Regions from separate parts of the Mus musculus genome. Here all the other regions are linked to region 2. A link is a contact called in public HiChIP or PLAC-seq data. All regions are on one chromosome and are shown on one strand. The core of a region is the stretch at or near the end of the contact, and the rest is flanking DNA. Distances in the headings are between cores, read along the strand shown.

Region 1 (3,522 bases), core at 202-2,701, 450 kb before region 2:
CACACACCTGTGGTCCCAGCACTTAGGAGTAGAGACCGGAGGATTGGGAGTTCAAGGACAGCCTCAGCTACATATATAGCCTAAGTTACATGGGATCCTGTTTCAAAAATAAATTTAACAAATTTGTTTGTTTTTAAAGGCTGAATAATGTTACTTGTGCCGGGTGTATGTATGTGTGTGTTGTCTATCCAGCCATCAGTAATGGATTCTTAGGTTTCTTCCACTTTGGAGATTATGAATAATACTGCTGTGAATGAACTCTGTAGCTTTATTTTCACAGAGGTAGTATATGGCTGTTGTCCCCACTGTGTTATATATATACATGTGTGTGTCAGTGTGTGCAAGCAGAGGCTAGAGCATGATGCCTCAGTCACTCTCCACATTATTTTTTGAGATGCAGTCCATCCCTAAGCCCAGAGTGTGCCATTTTGTTGCAAACATGCTAAGCTTTAGGTGGGTGTGGGGGTCAAAGTCAGATTCTCGTGTTGAGTAAACTGCTTTTACCTATTGAGCCTTCTCTTCATCCCCTTAAAATGTTTTCTTGGATAACCAGCCTTCAAGCTCTCCAAACCTCACTGGTTATTTGGGTGTGTGTCCTAGACTGTAAGCCCTGACACATTCTAAACACTCCTGTGAAAAGCCTCTCTTGATGTCTGTCCACCAGTTGACAGAATTGGGGTGGGAGTTTTATTTGGTAAATACTGAGCTATGGGTGTGGCTTCTCACTCTGGTAATCCCAACATTCCAGAGGCACGAAACAGAAACAGGAAGGAGGATCGCCTTTCGTTCCAGTCTGGGTTTCAGGGTAAAATACCACCTCAAGAAAACCACTCCCAACAAAAAAAAAAATGAATAAACAAAAAGCCCTGAGCTAATAAAGAATTGAAGATAGCTAATTACGTGTTAAAGGCTGCATTTGAGTGGCATGTAGGGGTATTTATAAATGTCAGTGTATTTGGGATAAAGTGAATTCACATTCGATGTTTTAATTATTAAATGATACTTGGTGATGAAAATTTCCAGCTTCTTAATAATACCATTTAATGCTTCCAAATTATTAATTGCATTTGATGACCTACATGGTGTGTGTGTGTGTTCCAAAAGGAGAAGCTGTTAAGAGAGTGGGGCTTGCTAGGAGTTTAAGCACATTCCTGTATCCCAGCACATGGCAAACTGAGGGAAGAGGAGCATGAGTTTGATTCCAGCCTGGGTGAAAGTAATACCTTGTCTGAAAAAAAAAATGGTGGCAAGCAGGGCAGAAGCATACAAGTGTTGAAGGAAATGTTTAGATTCCTTGAATCTTCTCCCAACTCAAGATAATTTGCTTGTACATTCTTAGTGAAAATCCAGTTTTACAGGAGGCATTCTTAGCAAACTCAAAGCTACACTGCCTTTGTGGTGGGCGGTGAGATTGTGGGTTCTGAGTCAGTGCTTCCGGAGCTTTAGTGATGTGTTCGTGTAATAGAGATCTGTGTGAGGGGCCAGCTCCTGCAGTGTGGTCAGATACCACTGGGCAAGCCTATTAGCGAATCTCCATGCCTGCAGGTGCTCAAGCTCAACCCACAGAAGCAGGGCTCACTCGTGCTTGCTTGCTTGAGTGTTTGCGAAGTTGCCTCCCAGTGCCGAGCCAAGACCAAAGCACTGGAAGTAAATGACAAGGCTAACTGGCCACCACAGAGCAAAACCCCCCTTTTTGGAATTAGTCTTTCACATCTAGGTGAAACTGGAGAGAAATCAAATAGTAGTAGATATGCAAAAGTTAACTTAGCGCCAGCAAAGGAGGAACCATCTTATTTTGCTATGTAAGTTAAAATGAATAAAAAACATGCCCTTCTTTGACATGGAAATACTTTATTACAAATGTTACATAGACATTTGGCCAAGCTTATTTGGGAACTACAGCTGAGTCCACAGGGTACAGCCCCTTTCCTGAGAGCTTATCTTTTGGCAGTGGGGGGAGTAAGGCAGACTGAAACAGTTTCATTCTTTGGGTCAGACAAATAGAAGAATATAAAAACTAGAGAACAAACACAGGCAGAGTATTCTTTTTTAAAAACAGCTTTGCTCAGACACAGTTCCCATCCAAACAATACATCCAGCTTTGTGGTTTGTAGTTAGTTCAGCTGTATACTCAGGAACACATTTTGTGTCTCTCAGAAGAAAAACTCGACCTGTAGCAGTTTTCCTTTGCACCAGACACTCCTCATCTGCTTTTTCTTTTGTACATTTCTCCACTTAGGTATGAGATTGAATGGAATCTCATACCATGTGGTTCTTTGTGACTGTCTATTAAATTTTTTGTATTATTATTATTGGTGGTGATATGTATGTATGACGTGTGTGTGTGCAGGTGTGTGCATGCCATGGTGCATGTGTGGAGGTCAGACTGGTTCTCTCCTTCCACCTTTACATAGGCAACAGGGAAGGAACCTGCATTTTAAGGTTTGCATTTTAAGTGCCTTTGCCTGTTAGCCATCCTACTGGCCTTTGACTATCCCTTTTTAGGTCACTGTAAGCCTCAGCCAAGTAGTGGCTTGTATCAGGAGTTCATTCATTTTATGACTTTAACACTAAGTGTTGTGTGTACTAGCCTGCATATGTGGAGCTGATTCTTTCCTTCCACTGTGGGTTGTTCCAAGGGTGGAATGCAGGTCATCAGGCTTGCCCATCAAGCCCTTTTCCTGCTGCGCCATCTCACTGGCCCTACTCATTTTAATTATTGAATAATGTTCCATTCTGTGGCAATTCACATTATCTGTTTTTTGCTTGATGGACTTCTGGGGTTGTTTCTTTTTCTTCTACTTTATGCAAAACACACTGTCATGAACGTTTTGTCTAGTAATTTTTGTGTCGATGCAGGTTTCAGTGCATCTAGAGTTGCTGGGTTGTATGGTGACCCTGCTTAGCCCTGTTAGGAACTGTTGAGCTGTTTTCCCAAGTGACCAGCCCACTTGTGTGCCAGTCACATGCCTTCTGCACATCCTTGCCAACCTTTGTTTTTGTCTTGTTGGCTATTGTTCTCTGAGTGGGTGTCAGGGGGCATCTCACTGTGGTTTGATTCGCCTTTCTGTGGTGTCTAGTGACACCATATGCACCACACGGTGCTGCATGTCTTCCTGTGCTCAGTGGGCATTTTTGTACCTGTTTAGAGAGGTGTCCTGGTAATTTGCCCATTTGAAAATTAAATTATTGATCGTTATTACTGTTGAAGTGTGAGTGTAAGACTTTGTTGTTATTATCTGAGACAGTATTTCTTAACTAGGCTGGTCTCTACACCCCTAACCATCTGAGGGTTGTCTTGAACCCCACTCCATCTGCCTCTTCCCCCTAAGTGCTTGGTTACCTCCTGCACTTCCATGTGCAACTGAGTTCTCTTTATATTCTAGTGCAGGTCCTTTAGTATATAGATGTGCTTGGCAAACATTTTTTCTTTAGTTTTGTAGTCTTTTCTCTGTGTCATTCCCACCCCTGCCCGTGTTGCTAAGGATCTAGGGATTTACTCAGAGTTTCTCAGCTCAGCCA
Region 2 (3,822 bases), core at 179-2,678:
CCTTCCCCTGGAGCCACACTGCCCACTAAGCATCTTATCCTGTTTTGCACAAATCAGTTGTTCAAATCAACTTCATTCAGCTCTCAAGCGAAATCCTTCTCTCCACCTGCCCAGGTCTCTCCCTTCTTCAGGTACCACAACCTCAGGTAACACCATCACCAACCAGGCTGTAGCCCAAGGTGGAAACACAGGCTGTTACGTTCCCGTGGTCTTCATCCACCACATCCAACTGGCTATCGCAGCCTGACAAGGATGCTTCTACAAACGAAGGCTTCTTAACCCGCTGGACTTCAGAGTGGGTCTGCATGTCAATGGTGTCATAAACTTACTATGACAGCTCCTGGCCACGGTAATAACTCACCGCTATTGCTTGGGGGGGGGGGGGTTATGATAATTAAACAAGTCATCATATATAAAATGGGTAGCACACAATAGGAAACCAAAAGCATTCCCCTGGACCACCCTTTTCCAGCCTTCACAAGTTGGCAGGCCAGGATTTCTACCACATGGCTCATCTTGCCCTTCCTCTTCTGAGCTACACTCGGTCCCGACATCCCGTCTCATAAAACCTTTCTGCACTGTGATTTCTCCTGTGTGTGACTCATCTGCACTTTGTCTAGTTTTCATTCTCCCATCCCCCAGGTCTGCACAGTGCAGGCTGGCCTCAAACTCACTTCTCACCAGAGGGCCCTCCTAACTCCAACCTCCACCCAAGTGCTGGGGTCACAGGCAAGGACCACAGCCCGCTGTGGTTTTGCCTGTGGAATTAAGTCCCAATACTTAAGCGTCGTAAGTGGTGAGCTAACTGCCCTTCCAGCCATCCTGAGTCCAGTTAGCACAAACTCTGAGCGCCCCACAGGGCACTTCCTGTCTACAATGGCTTCCTGTCTGCACATGCTGAGCCTCTGGTGGTCAGCTCCTGGCCACAGAATCTTCTCCAGAATTGTGACCTAAGGGTACCTCCCGTTCACTCTACTGTTCAAAACACAAAAACTGAAATGAGTAGTGGGGGGTGGGGTGGGGGGATTATAGGGAAGTGGGAGAGAGAGAACAAGAGGAGATGGATAGAAGAGTTGGGGGAAGGGAGAGGGGGGACAAAAGAGAGAAAGAATATGAATGAAAATTAATTTGGACATAGGCAAAGTTGTCAGAAACTGGTAAATCTGGCTAAGGGTAACCTCAAACTTACAAAATTATAACAAAGTGCTATATAACTCTGAGAACTTCTGCTAAGTTTAAAATTACTTCAAAAGACAAGATTAAAAATAAAAAGCATTATGCAATCCAGCCATAAGGAAACAATAACAAGTTGAACATTTCCCCAAACTGACCTACATTCCCAGAATGCCAGTGTTCTGGAGAGGACAGGGAGGGGAAAGCAAGAGAAGGGAGGAGAGGAGGCGGAGGGGGAGGGAGGCCAGGGGTGTGAAGTCAAACAGTGTAACGGGTGAACTGGATCAGACTGACAAAAAGGTCCTGACATGTATGACTGGCACAATGATGACATTTGTGGGCAGACTCCATTATTTAATAGCATTACAGCAGTTTGAATTTCCTGTGGTTAGGTACGAGAATGTCATCGTGCTTAAGAAATGCATGCTACAGCCTGGGGTGTGGCTCAGTGGTACAGCAATTACCTGGGATGCTCAGGGCTCTGGATTCTCACCCACACACCACCATGAGTGAAAAGAGGAAGGAAAGAAGGGAAGGATGGAGGAAGGGAAGGGCACAGGGCAGAGACAGGAGTTCATGGGGAACCATTGAAGGGCAGAAGATTATATTTCAATGTATAATAGTCTCTCCCCCTTCTCTTTCTTCTGTCTGTCTGTCTGTCTCTCTGTCTGTCTGTCTGTCTCTCTCTCTCTCTCTTCCTGTCTCCTGTGAAAGCTTCCCCTATCCATTGAGACAGACCACACCGTCTTGCAATGACTATAAATGTTGATGACCAACACTGAAGATGACTCAGAAAGATTTTCTGTGCTGGTGGGATCAATGACTACTGTTAAAATGCCCATACTAAGCCAGGCATGGTGGCACACGCCTTTAATCCCAGCAATCGGGAGGCAGAGGCAGGCGGATTTCTGAGTTCACGGCCAGCCTGGTCTACAAAGTGAGTTCCAGGACAGCCAGGGCTATACAGAGAAACCCTGTCTTGAAAAACCAAAACCAAACCAAACCAAACCAAACCAAACCAAACCAAATAAAATGCCCATACTATTCAACTCCTATCAAAATCAATGATAGTTTTCACAGGAAAAAAAGGCAATCCTGAAGTTCATAGGGAACCACAAGATCCTAAATAAATTACACAATCTGGGGCAAAAATAAATAGCCAGAGGCATCCCATACCCGAATTTAAACTACACTGGGAGCACAATGCCTCCAGCTAGTTTTCTTTTTAATTTTTCTCTTAAACATTCTTTTAAATTTCATTTATTATTATTAATTATTATTGTTGTTGTTGTTATTTTATTTTTTGTGAGAAAGGATCGCAGTATGTAGTCCTGGCTGACCTGGAAATTGCTATGCAGATGTGGCTGACCTTGAACCTCAGACATCCACCTGCTTCTGCCTCCCCAATGCTACCTAGGACTAAAGGTTTGTGCCACAGGCCTAGCTTGCTTGTCTCTTTATAAATTTTTATTCCATGTCGTTACGTTCCTTATAGAGTTTGCTTCTATTGCCATGAGTTATCTCTTCATTCATTCTGCTGGTCATGTCTTTTGCTGTGCAGAAACTTTTTAAATCTAATCTAATCGTGTGTGTTGTTGTGTGTGTGTACTGTCTTTTGTAATTTGGGTCATATCCCAAACTTAAATTCCCAAGCCAGTGTCAAGAATCCTGTATTTCTTCTGTATTTCATCCTGTATTCTCTTCTACTAGTTTTAAACATCCAAGTATTATATTTAAGTCTTACTCCATTTGAATAACCTTTTTGTTTGTTTGGTTTTTGTTTTTTTAGAGACAGGCTTTCATTGTGTTACTGCCCTGGCTGTCCTGGGACTCACTCTGTAGACTAGGTTGCCCTTGAACTCACAGAGATCTACCTGCCTCGGCCTCCCGAATGCTGGGATTAAAGGTGTGTGCCACCACTGCTCAGCTGAAGAGCTTTTTGTGTATGGTGTGATGTGTCCAGTTTCATTCTCGTGCAAGTGGATTTCAGTCTTTGCCAGCCATGAATAGACGTCCTCCCTTTCCTCACTGTGTGAGCTCATTATTTTGGTTTAGTTGTCCATAAATGTGTGGATTTATTTCTGCAACCTCTGTTTTGTTCCATTGGTCTTTTGTGCTTTTATGTCAGTACTCTACTGGAGAGATGGCTCGGTGGTTAAAAGCACTGGTTGCTCTTCCAAAGGATGCCGGTTCAATTCCCAGCACCCACATGGCACTTACACGCCTGTCTGTACCTCCAGTTCCAGGGGATCTGATGCCCTCACACAGGCATATTTTGCTTGTTTGTTGTTTACGGAGGGTCTGGGGAAATCAAACCTAGAACGTAGCACATGCTAGGCAAGAGTTCTCCCACTGAGCTATGTCCCCAATCCAGTCACTCTTTAAAAAACTGTACATGCATGAGTTCCTTCATGTATGTATGTGATTCATATGCATGCAGTGCCTGGGGAGGCCAGAAGAGGGCACTGGGTACACTAGAACTAGAGTTAGAGGTGGCTGTAAGCCACCAAGTATGTGCTGGGAATCGAACCCTGGTCCTCTGCCAAAGCACTGAGCCATCACTCCAACCACCAAAATGTAAAGCCTATAGCTAGCTTTTCAAAACATAAAAAGAGAATTAGCGCTGTGGTCTCTTCACTACTGTAAATG
Region 3 (3,847 bases), core at 637-3,136, 480 kb before region 2:
GCTGAGCCATCTCTCCAGCCCGGTGGTGATGTATTTAAAGCAGGGTCTCAGTAGTTCAGGCTGGCCTCAAACTAGCTGTGTGCCCAAGGATGGCCTTGAATTTCTGACCTTCTGACCTCCACCTCTCCAACAGAGAGCCTATCATCGGCTATGACTGCACACTCTGGGAACCAGATCCAGGGTTTCAGGCATGCTAGGGAAGTGTCTTACCAACTGAGCTTATCAGGTTTTCCCACCCCCACAATCCTACTCTGGGCTCTAACTTGTGACAATCCTCCTGAATGCTGTGACTCCAGGTATGAGCCTTCATACCCAACTTCATTGTGTTTGAATATGGAGACAACTGTCCATCTCTTTTTTTTTTAAAGGTATGTTTTCTAATATTTATTTATTTATTTATTTATTATATGTAAGTACACTGTAGCTGTCTTCAGACACTCCAGAAGAGGGCATCAGATCTCATTACGGATGGTTGTGAGCCACCATGTGGTTGCTGGGATTTGAACTCAGGACCTTTGGAAGAGCAGTCAGTGCTCCTAACTGCTGAGCCATCTCACCAGCCCTGTCCATCTCTCAAGGGGGAGAATGGACTAGATCTCTTTGTGTCTCTCTGCATAATCAGAGCCCAGTCGTTCAGTGGAGGGCAGTCAAGTCAGCAAAGAGCTAGAAAGGGCAGTTTGTGTCAGAAATCCTGGAGTCACACCCGACTCTGTGCTCGTCTGTAACCTTGGGAAGCCATTTCCCCTTAGACTCTGCACCTGCAAAGCTAGGCTGTCGACTGCTGGCCTCATAGTGCCTTTGGCAGCATTGACGAAGGACAGTGTTCACTGAGGTGGATCCTAACTGCAAGTGTTAGTAAATGTGTGCTGAAGGAGACTGACCTGTATGTCAGGGGCCAGTCACTTCCCACAGTATCACTATGCCTTTAGAAATCTCTGATCAAAACCATCTGGAACCAGGTCAGGCTCAATTGATAGAATGCCTGCCTGGTATGTACAAAGTCCTCTGTTCCATCCCCTGTGCCAGTAACCAAACATATTGGTGCACCCTTGTAATCAATCCCAACACTTGGGAGGCTGAGCCAGGAGGACTTCTGTGAGTTGAGGCCAGCCTGGATTAGCCTGGACGACTTCCTTCCAGACCAGCCAGAGCTACATGGTAAGACTTCTGACCCAATAAAATAAAAGAATAGAAATACTCCCATATATTTACAATGGCTTAAGTATTTCTTTAGACACTTAAAAAAAAAAAGTTTGTTTCGTAATTACTGGCTGGTCACTTGATCCCCCACCTGCACCCTCTGTAAGGAGCAGATCTGAGATCCCACCAGGTTCTCCCGCTGAACATTTAAATCACCAAGGAAACATTAACAACTGACTCTGAGCCCCACCCCCAGACATTCCAATATAATTGGCCTGGGGTGTGGCTGAACTCTGGGATTTATTTAAAAGCTCCCTGCAGTGAGTCTAGCCAAATAGTCCTCTCAGTGGCACTGCCAGGGCTTCCCGTCCCTCATACCCAGGACCCACCCACAGCCACGTAGTCCTCCACAGTTGTTCCTCCAGCTGCTCTCTGTGTGCCTGGGATAGCCCATGACCCCAGTTCCTGCCCTGAAGGATTCAGAAAGGCAAACAAGCCTGTCTTCAAATCAGGTCACAAACACACCTTGACTCACTCACCTTCCTGACTTCCTGGGTTCCTAATCTGGTTTATGGTTTACTGATAACATCCTGGAAGGAGAACCAGTTTCAGACTCGCCTTGACCTCCTGGCACCTTGACTGCTGCTTTAGTTTCTATTCTGGTCTTCGCCTCCAACCAGCCAGCCATCTTTGATCAGTCCGTCCTTGGCTGTCAGTGCTTACTATCCAGGCTGTCCCCAGGATGGCCTCCAGCCTTGGAACATAGCAGCCTGAACCATGCACCTTGCCAGCCTAAGCCCCAGTCCCACCCCAGCCTCCACCGTCCCGTCCCATCGGTGCCTATTACGGTCATCATATCCAGTTTCTGTTCTAATAAGGAAGTTGATAGCATTCACAAGAGTGAAGGGAGGGAACTGGGATAAATCCAAGAAAATGGAAGGCGGGCTTACCATAGCCCACACGTGGTCATGTGTGTGTGTGTGTGTGTGTGTGTGTGTGTGTGTAAGATGTAAGAGGGAGGATAAATTTATGCAGTTAGCTCGTCACACCTTCACATGGGTTTCTGGGATCAAACTCAGTTTGGCCAGGCCTTTGCCAGTGGAGCATCTTGCTGCCATTCTCATTGTTTCTTTAAGATAAGTCTCTGAGAAGTGGAATTACCAGATTGAAACTAATAAACAAGTGTAAGACTCCTCTGGAGAGTAAATATAGGATTCTCTCTAAAAGAGTTACACAAGCATCTACCTCTACCAGAATGAGTGAGGGTCTCCTTTTCATGGTGGTTGTGTTACAAGTTCAGTGCCAAATGTTTCACAATGTAGGAGAACCCTCCCCTCCCCCAAGATACTGGGGAGCCCTAAGTTATATTGAAGAATGTGGAAGACCATGGGACAAATACAAACCCTACATAGTGACTAAAATATAGGGCTGAAAACAAGCGTGCCTTTAGTTTCCCATGGAGAGTGCCTAGATAGTCCGTTGTCCATGTCCACAGCTGCGGATGTTGGCTCTCTGGCTCCTCCCCAGTAATAGATTGCCCACTGCTACTGCCACTGGGTAAGATATGACCCAAGGACACAGCTCCAAAGGCCTTCCAACTGCAAGTGTTAGCTGTCAGTCTTTGACTTTGCCTGTGGACTCACTAGCTACCTTTGTTTGTACTCGGATAGCATTTGTTTAATTTTTAACATTGGGAGTATTCTGACCGTGGTTTTAAGGGTTCAGATTATATACCAACAAATGCATGATTCAGTTGTTACTAAAATAGAAGGCTATGTGCCTGACCTATCTTAATGACAGTTGGAAGGACACAGGGACTCAATTAGGAAGGCCAGTAACCAAAGCAGAGCATATTACATGGACCATAATTTTGGCTTAGGCTTGGTGGAGAAGGAGGTTAAGACCACATATGGAGGATGGCTCTTACAAACCCAAGACTAGACGAGACAGCCAAGTGTTTCTCAGTCAATCAGAAGGAATGTAGTTTCTCTAAAGAAGCCTTTAATCCCATTTGGGGGGTGGGTAAGGATGGCAGGAGCAAGCCGATCAAGAGTTCAAGACCAGCCTCCTGTACAGAGCAAGTTCAAGATCAGTTGAGGTATATGAGGCCATTTTTTTTTTTTCCTGTAAAGCTGTCTTGGTGGAGCACACCTGAAATCTCAGCACTTAAGAGGCTAAGATGGGAACTGCCTGGGCTACATAGTGAGTTTATTTCTCAATTCAGAGGTTAAAACCAAAGTGTTCCATGACAAAACTACTTAAGACATTTTGGTAATAAATGTACTAGACCCTTCGCAGTGAAACTGATTTTTTTCAGAACTTACTAGTCCATCCACTGATGGGTTAAGTCAGAGCAACTACAACTAAGGATCTAGCATATGCCACCTCAAAGGATGTCATTTTTATGTATTGGTTATTTTGAGCAAAAGACAATTGAGAAATAGCGGGTTCAGAATGCGCTCTGTGTTCACCATATCGAAGAACAGGGGTTGTATTTTTCCCTGAGAAAGGCACCCCTTTCTAATGGCCAGCCAGGAGGTTTGAACATCCACACACTAAACTCTGCTGGAGCCAGAATACTTCTACTTCTATTTCTATTTATTTTTATATCTATTACACTTATACAATGAGAGTCTCTCTCACTATACAGTCTGGCTGGTCTGGAACTCACTGTACAGACCAAGCTACTTTAAACTCACAGAGATCT

What was found. HiChIP or PLAC-seq counts read pairs in DNA pulled down with a chosen protein or histone mark.
Region 1: a FOXA1 HiChIP or PLAC-seq map of pancreatic cancer cells shows a contact between it and region 2. The contact joins two enhancer-like sites. A contact is called at or near these places in 4 of 39 promoter capture datasets (3T3-L1-derived adipocytes, the C10 cell line, the HPC-7 cell line and 1 more), 1 of 484 Hi-C or Micro-C datasets (the HPC-7 cell line), 3 of 115 datasets of contacts at active chromatin or transcription factors (effector CD8 T cells, epiblast stem cells and pancreatic cancer cells) and 1 of 9 other capture datasets (macrophages).
Region 3: a contact with region 2 is called in an HNF4G HiChIP or PLAC-seq map of pancreatic cancer cells. The contact joins two enhancer-like sites. A contact is called at or near these places in 2 of 39 promoter capture datasets (the C10 cell line and hippocampal neurons), 1 of 15 datasets of contacts at CTCF or cohesin (large pre-B cells), 1 of 484 Hi-C or Micro-C datasets (CD8 T cells), 3 of 115 datasets of contacts at active chromatin or transcription factors (bone marrow-derived macrophages, embryonic stem cells and pancreatic cancer cells) and 1 of 9 other capture datasets (embryonic stem cells).

What each region holds. Positions count from the first base shown.
Region 1 is chr14:64,665,355-64,668,876 of GRCm38.p6, forward strand. All of the region lies in intron 1 of Kif13b (kinesin family member 13B), which reads left to right. Among named protein-coding and RNA genes, the nearest start is that of Kif13b, 15 kb to the left of the region's middle. Within about 2 kb of position 1,452, at least 139 of the 459 cell types and tissues checked have an H3K27ac peak or open chromatin away from gene starts, as enhancers often do. A contact at or near this core is called in the HPC-7 cell line and pancreatic cancer cells, where this site is marked.
Region 2 is chr14:65,112,258-65,116,079 of GRCm38.p6, forward strand. It overlaps a transcript of Extl3 not described here. Among named protein-coding and RNA genes, the nearest start is that of Gm52119, 15 kb to the left of the region's middle. Within about 2 kb of position 1,429, at least 107 of the 459 cell types and tissues checked have an H3K27ac peak or open chromatin away from gene starts, as enhancers often do. A contact at or near this core is called in the HPC-7 cell line and pancreatic cancer cells, where this site is marked.
Region 3 is chr14:64,631,580-64,635,426 of GRCm38.p6, forward strand. All of the region lies in intron 2 of Gm36924 (a long non-coding RNA gene), which reads left to right. Among named protein-coding and RNA genes, the nearest start is that of Gm36924, 8.9 kb to the left of the region's middle. Within about 2 kb of position 1,887, at least 65 of the 459 cell types and tissues checked have an H3K27ac peak or open chromatin away from gene starts, as enhancers often do. A contact at or near this core is called in pancreatic cancer cells, where this site is marked.